2 separate regions of the Mus musculus genome follow, and region 1 is linked to region 2. Evidence: chromatin contacts called from public promoter capture Hi-C data. All regions are on one chromosome and are shown on one strand. The core of a region is the stretch at or near the end of the contact, and the rest is flanking DNA. Distances in the headings are between cores, read along the strand shown. Region 1 overlaps Nap1l4 (nucleosome assembly protein 1-like 4). Region 2 has its middle 27 kb from the start of Cdkn1c.

Region 1 (4,463 bases), core at 1,177-3,676, 100 kb after region 2:
CCACGTCACCAGTGATGAATTCTCTTCTCTACATAAAAAGCCAAGAGTCCATCAGCACATTAGGCTCTCTGCAAACTCAAAAGCTAAGATGTTTACACGGACCTCTGCCAAGACAGTCAAATTCCCTGGGTGGTACCGTGTCTCACTCCAGAGTCACTGCATGAAGCAAGCACATTAACAGCACGCACCTTGTCAAATAGAGGCTGGTACAAGGCTGCATACTTCCTCTCCAGGTCATGAACTTCCTCGTAGAACTTAGCTTCTATGTGCGCACACCTCACCTGGAGCTGCTTCAGGGCATTAATTCTTCTTTTGACAGCTTTAGGTAAACTACAAGAGAACAGGAAATAAAACACCTAGTACCAGCAAACAACTAAATATACACATACAATAAGCACCCTGATTAGAAAGAGCTGCTAAAACCCTACTTGCAAACAAGCCAACAGAAAAGAATGGACTGCTTGCTGGGCAAGGTGGGTACAAGCCTTTAATTCCAGCAGAGGCAGGTGGATTCTCTGTGAGCACAAGTCCAGCCCATCTACCTAACTTAACAAGTTCTAGGACAGCCAGGGATATATAGAAAGACCATATCAAAAAAGAAAAGAAAAAAATCAATCCCATAATATATCAAAAGCAGAAATGGGGTATCAGTTTACAAAATTGCTCTCTTGTCCCAACCAAACTGGTGATGAAAAACAGAGCAAAGAGCACATTTGCAATCCCAATCACGTGGGAGGCTACAACAATAAGAGTTGCAGAAGTTGAATGCTATTCTGGGATACACAGAGACCAAGGAGGAAAAGTGTAGGTCAAAGGTAGCACAGCAACCTAATATACAGATATTGTCCAATTCCCACCACACACAGGCACATACACCCACAAACACCACACACACGCACCATACACGAAAAACAAAACAAGTGGGGCTCTGGGCATGGTGTTATGCACCTATAATCTTAACACTTGAAAAGTGGATGAAGAAGGATCAGATGTTCAAGGCTTGTTTGGCTACATAGTAAATTCAAGCTCAGACTAGGCTACCACGCAAGATTTTATCTTTCAAAAAAAGCAAAGACTGGGGCTGGAATGGCTCAACAGTACTTGCCACTCTTACAGAAGATCCGAGTTCAGTTCCTAACACTCACGCTGAGTGACTTAAAATTACTCTAGCTCTAGGGAAATCAGATGCCTCTGGTGTCAATGTGTATCTGTACTCAAGCGTGCATGCACACACACATACACTCATAATTTAAAACAAAAGCCCACCAAAGAGATGGCTCAGTTGGTAAGGGCGCTTGCTACCAAGCCTAATGACCTGAGAAGTTAGGTCCGTGAGAATCACAAGGTAGAACGAGAAAACCAACTCTTTTAAACTATCTTCTGACCGCTACATACGTACAACGGGATGAAATAATAATAAAGAGCAAAAGCAGAACTCCCACACAAGGACTAGACACAGGCTGGCTGACAAGGACTCGGGCATGTAGGCCCTGATGCTAGAACTGAACATGAAGTCTATGGACAACCTCATAGAATTCTCTCTCCTAATCGTACCAGCTAAGAGTTTCTTTGCCTTGGTTCCACAGTTTCTTTTCTTTCTTTGTATGAGCACTCCTAAAATCAAAAGGAAAACAAACAAACAAACAAAACAAAACCATGCAGGGGAAGTGGTGGCACATGCCTTTAGCCTCAGCTTGCAGGTGGCAGAGATAGGTGAATCTCTTGAGTTCTGAAGTCAGCCTGGTTTACAGAGTAAGTTCCAGGATAACCAGGGCTACACAGAGAAGCCCTGTCTTGAGTATGAAAGGAAAGAAAAAGGAATTTAACCTATAAAATTGTTTCAATTAAAACCTGAAAAATAATGCCACCAGGTGAAAACATGTTCACAGTAAATTTGAATACAGGTCCACATAAACAGCCAGTGCTGGCCCAACAGATATGTGAGGCCATGTTCTCACAAGCTATCATCACCCTGTGCCTGTCTCAGTAAGCAAAACCAGAAAACCAGACACCATTCTCAAACCCCTCACTATATCCTACCACCTACTCCACAAACAAACAAACAAACAAACAAGGAATGCCAAACAGAACTAAAACGAACTGTACCCACTGAGTAGAGTAAACCCAGAAAGGTTTCTAAATGGACACAAGGAATGTCTCCTCCTATTGTAACAGCTAAGCCTTACCCAACTGGACATGGAGCCTGAGGTGGCTCATTTCTTCCAGAAGGCAAACAGGGAGGCCCTGAGAAGCAATGTCTCATTTCTACCATACAACAGAGCCAGGACACAGGACACAGGCTTCCTGACAAGGGTAAAAGTACAAGTGTCCCACAGTTGGCCAAATAGCACTCTAGCTTCTTAGCTGAGTCGTCTACCAGCCACGTGGTGGTACTGTGCACTACCAAGCAGACAAGAGGAGCTGCTCCTGAGTTATGAATAACACAATTGCTGCTCCTCTAAGACACAAAGATATTTGTTCTGTTGCTTAACTGGCTATGGACTTACGTTTCTATGTAACTAGAAGGAGTGTGAGAGACGTTGTCAAGACGTTCCTGCAAAGCTGCCAGCACTTGTGGGTTCTGCATCACCTGGTCTGTGAGTTTTTCTATGAGGAGTTGGAAATGAGAATAATTATTTAGCAGCCTAGAACCCCAACACCAACCTGGATCTCAGGCTGGTCAACCCAGCTACTCAAAAGGCTAAGTAAGGAAATGCCATGCCAGACCTTCCTTATCTCAAAATAAAACACCCACAAGAAGCTGGGCGTGGTGGCACACGCCTTTAATCCCAGCACTCGAGAGGCAGAGGCAGGTGGATTTCTGAGTTCGAGGCCAGCCAGATCTGCACAGTGAGTTCCAGGACAGCCAGGGCTACACAGAGAAACCCTGTCTCAAAAAACCAAAAAAACCAACCAAACAAAAAAAAAACCCACAAGAGTGCTGGACTGTAACTCAATAGTATACTACTTGCCTAGCATATGAAGCCCTGGGGCTAAATCCTTATTACCACAAATGTCTGTTAGAAATATCAGCACAGGCTGTTATCTCAGCACTCAGAAAGAAGAGGAGGACAATCTGAATTCTGGGGTTAAACTACATAATGAGTTCCAGGACAGCCAGGGATGCCCAGAGATCTACAAAGAGATATCTCAAAAAAAAAAAAAAAAAGTAGTACACATCACCTAGTGCTTTTAAGCCAGAATTCCGTATAAGAAAAGAGGCTTGTGTTGGGTCCAGATAAGAAGAAACTGTAGCATCTCAGACCACACTTGCTTTAAAATAAACAAATATAAAAATCCCCAACACATGTTTACTTATCTTTGCTCCTAAATTTCTAAATATAGTAAAATACTTGTTTAGAGACTTGTATCTTAAAAGTATCTTTTGGGGGCTGGAGAGATGGCTCAACAGTTAAGAGCACTGACTGCTCTTCCAGAGGTCCTGAGTTCAATTCCCAGTAACCACATGTGGCTCACAACCATCTGTAATGGGGATCCGATGCCCTCTTCTAGTGTGTCTGAAGAAAACAACAGTGTACTCACATACACGAAATAAATAAATCTTTTAAAAAAAAAAAAGTATCTTTGGGATGGGGGAATGGGGGCAGGGTGGGAGAGGCAGGTAGATCTCTGAGTTTGAGGCCAGCCTGGTCTACCTGATCTAGCCAGTTCCAGGACAGCCAGGGTTACACAAAGAAACCCTGTCTCGAAACAAAACAAAAAGTATCTTTGTTAATCACCCTAGTGGGCAGGTGGCGACAGAGGCTCCTGCCTGTAGCCAGCCTAGGTCCCCAAGATCACTGACTACCAACTTTCAGGGGCTGGTAATTAACTCTGGTTACACCTTGCTCCCCAGTCCCATTGGTGTTGGAAGCCAGGGACAAGGACAAGATTAGCTTCTAAAGCATTCACCCACTTAGTTCAAAGAGATGGCTTTCCCCAGACTGCCCTCTTCCCTAGAAAGCCGTTTCCCCACCCAAACCTACCTGCAAAAAGTACTCTGACCTTCTCACATGCCTTTGTTCTGAACTTGTAACACTGAACTATTATTTAGAACCTGCCCCCCACCCCCCATAAAAGGAGACACCAAGAGAATAGGAACTGTCCTTCACTAGGTGATGGAGTTGAACAATTCCTCTCTTATACAATCCAGGCCCACCAGGAACTTAAGATTCTCCTGCTTGGACTCCCAAGTGCTAGAATTATATGATGGTCTACACAGCCTGCTCAGAGACAGTTAAGATTTTTTCCATTTTATCATTATTAGTGTGTGTATATATTCAATCAAATGTGCACTGAACATGACTGCATGTGAATTTACATACACAAACATACTTCTAGGTTTTGCTTCAGAATAAGCAGGAGAGGAAAGTTGGGTGCTAGTCTGGTTAACATTCTGACACTTAGGTCATTTATAGTAACAAACTGGTTCTGGAGAAGAAACCCTCTCTAATCACTGCTTC
Region 2 (4,445 bases), core at 374-2,873:
TCATCACCATATGGCCTAGACAAACCTGCATGGCCTGCTCTATTCAGGAAGCTGATACCACCTTCCAAACCTTCAATAGCTGAGAACCAGTGTTTATGGACTTACAGAAAAAGAAAGTGAGGCACCTGTGAGCTTTGCCTGGGGAGGGAGGCTTGTCACAGCCTCTGGACCATGCAGATCTTTTCGTTGTTTTCAGGGACAAGAAAAATCTACCAAGTATATAGGAAGAAGGGTGGCTCAGAAGGCCCATTGTCCCATCTGGCCAGATCTTTTCGTTGTTTTAAGGGACAAGAAAAATCTACCAAGTATATAGGAAGAAGGGTGGCTCAGAAGGCCCATTGTCCCATCTGGCCTGGCCAGATCCTGTGGAGCCACTTAGGAGAGTTGGATAGGAGAGTCAAATAATTGAGTGACTCAACCCAAACCACCCAAAACAGTGGCTACACCCTTCAGTGTGTGTGGGGGATGGGGGGGAGACAGGTACAGCCCAGGAAGTGAGGAGGGGGAGCCCTTATGGTCAAGGGCTTTGAGCTTATAAAGCATTTGCCACACATTCCCCCATTCCCAGCCTCCACAACTCTCACTGGATGCTGTTGTGGTCACTCTCCATTCAATAGGCGGAGCAAGGCCATTTTAAGAACAGGATGTAAACTGAATACCTGGAAGAACTCCCTGGGTCCCTGTAGCCCATCCAGGAATCTCTGCCCTTTGCCAGGATGGAGGTCAGGGGCTGACTGGTGAAGCAGGTGGCTTTCATATGCTGATAGCCTCCAGGCTACAGGACACAGGAGACTACCTCCACACAGTGTCCCTCAAAGCTCTGAAAGCTGGAAGGCTACCTCTGATACCTGAAGTCAGCTCCAAATAGCAAAACAGTTTGCCAACCCACACAACACCCCTCACCTCAGGGGCTCTGCCCCCTGCTCAGCCTTAAAGTCAGCTGACTCTGCAGGGGTGTGTATACATATCTGTAAAATCAAAACGGGGTTCCTTTGGTTAATCTGCTTGGCTCAATTAGCACAGAGTTCAAGAAACGGTTCTAAGAGACTGGAGGAAGCCATGCCTCCCTCCCATACACCACCCAGACCACGAATAGCTCTGTCAAAGTGCACAGAGAGGGCAATCCTCTAGAGCTGCAGCTGCAGAAGGGCAACAGAAGCCAATCCCACTCCCTTATCCCCAGATACAAATCCCTCTAACCTCCCCTCAGCCACCAGCCTGGGAACTGTCCTCAAAGCACTCTACCATTCCTGTGTGTCCTAAATGCATGCAAGGGCTTCAGTTATGCAGCACCCAGCTGGCCCGGCTTCCAGAGAGCCCTGCCAAGGCCTGGCACCCTTGCCCCGAGTAGTCCCTCTTGCTGCCAGGAGCAGAGAGGCCTCAGGTCACCACCAGCAGATTGCTTTCTTGCAGCACTCTGGGCCCTGTTCCCCAGGGAGCCAGCCTTATGAGCCATAAAGTCCCGCGGCCTCCAGAATCCACCTGCAGCCATTCCTGCTCTAGGAAACTGAATCCCAGCAGCAGATGACAGCCGAAGGTGGCGGGGCAGAATGCCCATTCAGCCCTCAGAGGAGCCAGCCTGCCAACTCGGCAACTGCTTCCGCACGTAGGACCAGTACCACCAAAACCCTAAGGAAATCCTGGGGCCCACACCAGGAGCAGAGAGGAGTAGGATGTATTTCACCCTGAGACCCAGGACAACAGGGAGCATCGGTAAAGAAGGCAGCTACCTCCAGAACTTCACAGACAGGGCAGCCCAGAGCAGGATTAGGGACTTCCCTGCCCTGCCCCTGCCTTGTGCTATGATCTAGAACTAAGGCTGGGCCCTTATCCACAGGCCTAGTTCCTCTGGAATAGAGCTGAAAAGAGCTAACTCTACCCAGTGTTCAATTCACCATCCTCCCTAAGTGGGCAGATGAATGGAGGAGACCTAGCTCAAAGGCTGCTTACCAGTTGGGCAGGAAGCAGGAGGCTAAAAGAACAGGAGATAAACACAGACTGAAGCCCCTGAGGCACTGCTCACCAGTTGAGGCAGGCCTGGATGCTGAGAAGGTGCCCTTTCTCCATTACCTGCTGGGCTGCCCCTCTAGCTAGATTCCACCCCCAAGTCCCAGGCTCCCAGACTGCCTCTCCTGAGGATTGGGAAAACTGGGCTGGCTGCCTCTCCTCTCAGCTCTTCTGTGAGGCTGATGGTCCTGCAGCCATACCTGTCCACTCTAGATACCCTGAAAAGAGAACCCTGTGGGTAAGAGGTAGGAAGCAGGGACTTGAAACCCTGGGAAGAACCCAGTCAAGGCCTGGCACCCTGTTCTCTACCTACTGCAGTCCTGACTTGCCCAATGCCACCACCTCAGACCAAATTGCCCCTTCCTTCCTTCTCTATTTGCCAAACTCCTGACCATCCTACAGAACTGAACACAAAGCCTTCCAATGTGGCTCTAGACTCCCTGCTTTCAGCAGATATCATCCTCTATAGATAAAGTAGTATCCTCGAACAGATGACAGGGATAGTTGACAAGGAGAACCCTTGGAGATCAAGGAATGCTGACATGCAGGAAGCCAGCTCAAACTGGATGCAAGAACCCCTGAAGACAACTACCAAGGGGCTGTGGTCACTCACATCCTTGAGCACACCAGACTGTTTTCTGGAGGCCTGAGACCTGGCTGGTCAAGAGTAGGAGGTGCCTAGTATGGGCAAAGAGGAACTGGCTCTCCCTGTTCTCCACCAGCCCTACTGCCAGGACCATAGCTCTACTACACAGAGCAAAGCCCCCTATACCATTCCCATATAGGATCCCCTGTGTGCTCACACCCCAGGGCCCCAGACACCAAATACACCCAGGATCCTTGTTACACAAACTCCACACCCAGCAAGCATCCAGTTCATTATTGTTATTTTGTGTGTCATTATTCAGATGTAAGTGCACACATATGTTCCGGATGCACAATATGTGTATATGTGTGTGAGAGCCGGATGTCAACCTTGAATGCCGTTCCTTGGTCTGTCCACTATGTTTTTTTTTTTTTTCTTTTTCAGACAGGGTCTCACATGGGCCTGGAGCCTATCAAGTAGGCTAGGCTAGGGACTGAAGACAGGTCTTCATGCTCTCAAGACAAAGACTTAATGACTGAGCTATTTCCCCAGTTCTTTATCATCGTCATTTTTATTTATTAATTATTCTACTGCAAGGCCATGTCCAGCCTAGTCTATGATTTACTTTGTTACTCCCCTCCCCCCCATTCTCCGCCATCCTCCCTTATGGCCTCCCTCCCATTGTTTCCCAGAGTTTCTGCTTCTATTTTCCTACCATCAGTGCATACATGACTTTATGTCATCTCTGAAGTCTAGGACCCACAAAGGACACTTGCCACATTTGTCTTTCTGAGACTGACAGCTCACTTGATGTGATTGGCTCCTGTTGAATACATTTTCTTTCAAACCACCTCACTTCATTCTTTTCTGCAACTAGGGGGGAAAAAAGTCCCATTGTATATATAAACCACCTTCTCTGTACTCAGGCACCTTTTCTCACATACCTAGGCTGCCCCCATACCTCAGCCATTATGCATAATGCCGTGATGAGCGGCAACGTGCAGGTAGGTATCTTGGTGATGTGTTGACTTAGAGGCCTTTGGGTAAATAACCAGGAGTGTATAGTTGGGTCATATGGAAAACCCGTTGTTAGTTTTTTGACAAACCTTCATACTGATTTCTAGAGTGGCTGGACTAGTTTCGTTCCCCGCCAGCAGTGTAGTGTACAAGGGAACTCTTTTCTACAGCCTGGCCAGTGTTTGTTATTGTTCTTGATGACTGCCATTCAGATCAGACCGGAGTCAGATGGAATCCCAATGTAGCTGGAGTATGCCCACATGCAGGACACCCCAGGATGTCACTCTTCATGTGCCTGTCCACCCTGTCTTTCATTGACCTAAAGCTAGCAGATCAGGCTAGGATGGCTGGGCCCTGTTTTCACCTGTCCAGTGTGGGATTACAAACTTGGGCTACCTTTTTTAAAAAAAATGGGTTCTGGGGATTGAACTCATATCTTTATGCAAATGGAGTCATCTCCCCAACCCTTGAGCGTGCCTTTTATTTGCACTTCCCCGGTAACTAGTGAAAGCAAGCAATGCTGTGTGTGTTATTAGCCATTCGTTCCTCGTCCCTTAAGCACTGAACGCTCGCTCATTCTACTAGTCTGTTCCATTGAGTGGCTTCTGCTTTCACGGTTAGCTTCTTGAGTTCTCTATAGATATCAATCCCCACAAACAGGAGAGTCTTAAACCTTGCTGTCACAGGATGCCTGGGGATGCCCCACAAGGCAGGTCCCCCGCCGCTGCCAGGACCTGCTGACTGGGCCTGTCCTGGCCATCTCACCCATGTTGACCAGGCCTGAAGCTATTTATCCCTTCATCCACCTTAGTGTCAGGTGCCACTCTCCCCACTC

What was found. Capture Hi-C pulls out chosen DNA fragments and counts their contacts.
Region 1: a promoter capture Hi-C map of adipose tissue shows a contact between it and region 2. The contact joins two enhancer-like sites. A contact is called at or near these places in 5 of 39 promoter capture datasets (3T3-L1-derived adipocytes, cranial neural crest, embryonic stem cells and 2 more) and 2 of 9 other capture datasets (adipose tissue and pancreatic islet).

Annotation. Positions count from the first base shown.
Region 1 is chr7:143,535,710-143,540,172 of GRCm38.p6, forward strand. Nap1l4 (nucleosome assembly protein 1-like 4) reads right to left here. Exons shown (of 16, transcript NM_008672.3): 4 at 2,508-2,607; 5 at 189-330; 6 at 1-28. Among named protein-coding and RNA genes, the nearest start is that of Gm23297, 6.4 kb to the left of the region's middle. Within about 2 kb of position 2,427, at least 14 of the 459 cell types and tissues checked have an H3K27ac peak or open chromatin away from gene starts, as enhancers often do. A contact at or near this core is called in adipose tissue, where this site is marked.
Region 2 is chr7:143,432,133-143,436,577 of GRCm38.p6, forward strand. No RefSeq gene overlaps it. Among named protein-coding and RNA genes, the nearest start is that of Cdkn1c, 27 kb to the right of the region's middle. Within about 2 kb of position 1,624, at least 9 of the 459 cell types and tissues checked have an H3K27ac peak or open chromatin away from gene starts, as enhancers often do. A contact at or near this core is called in adipose tissue, where this site is marked.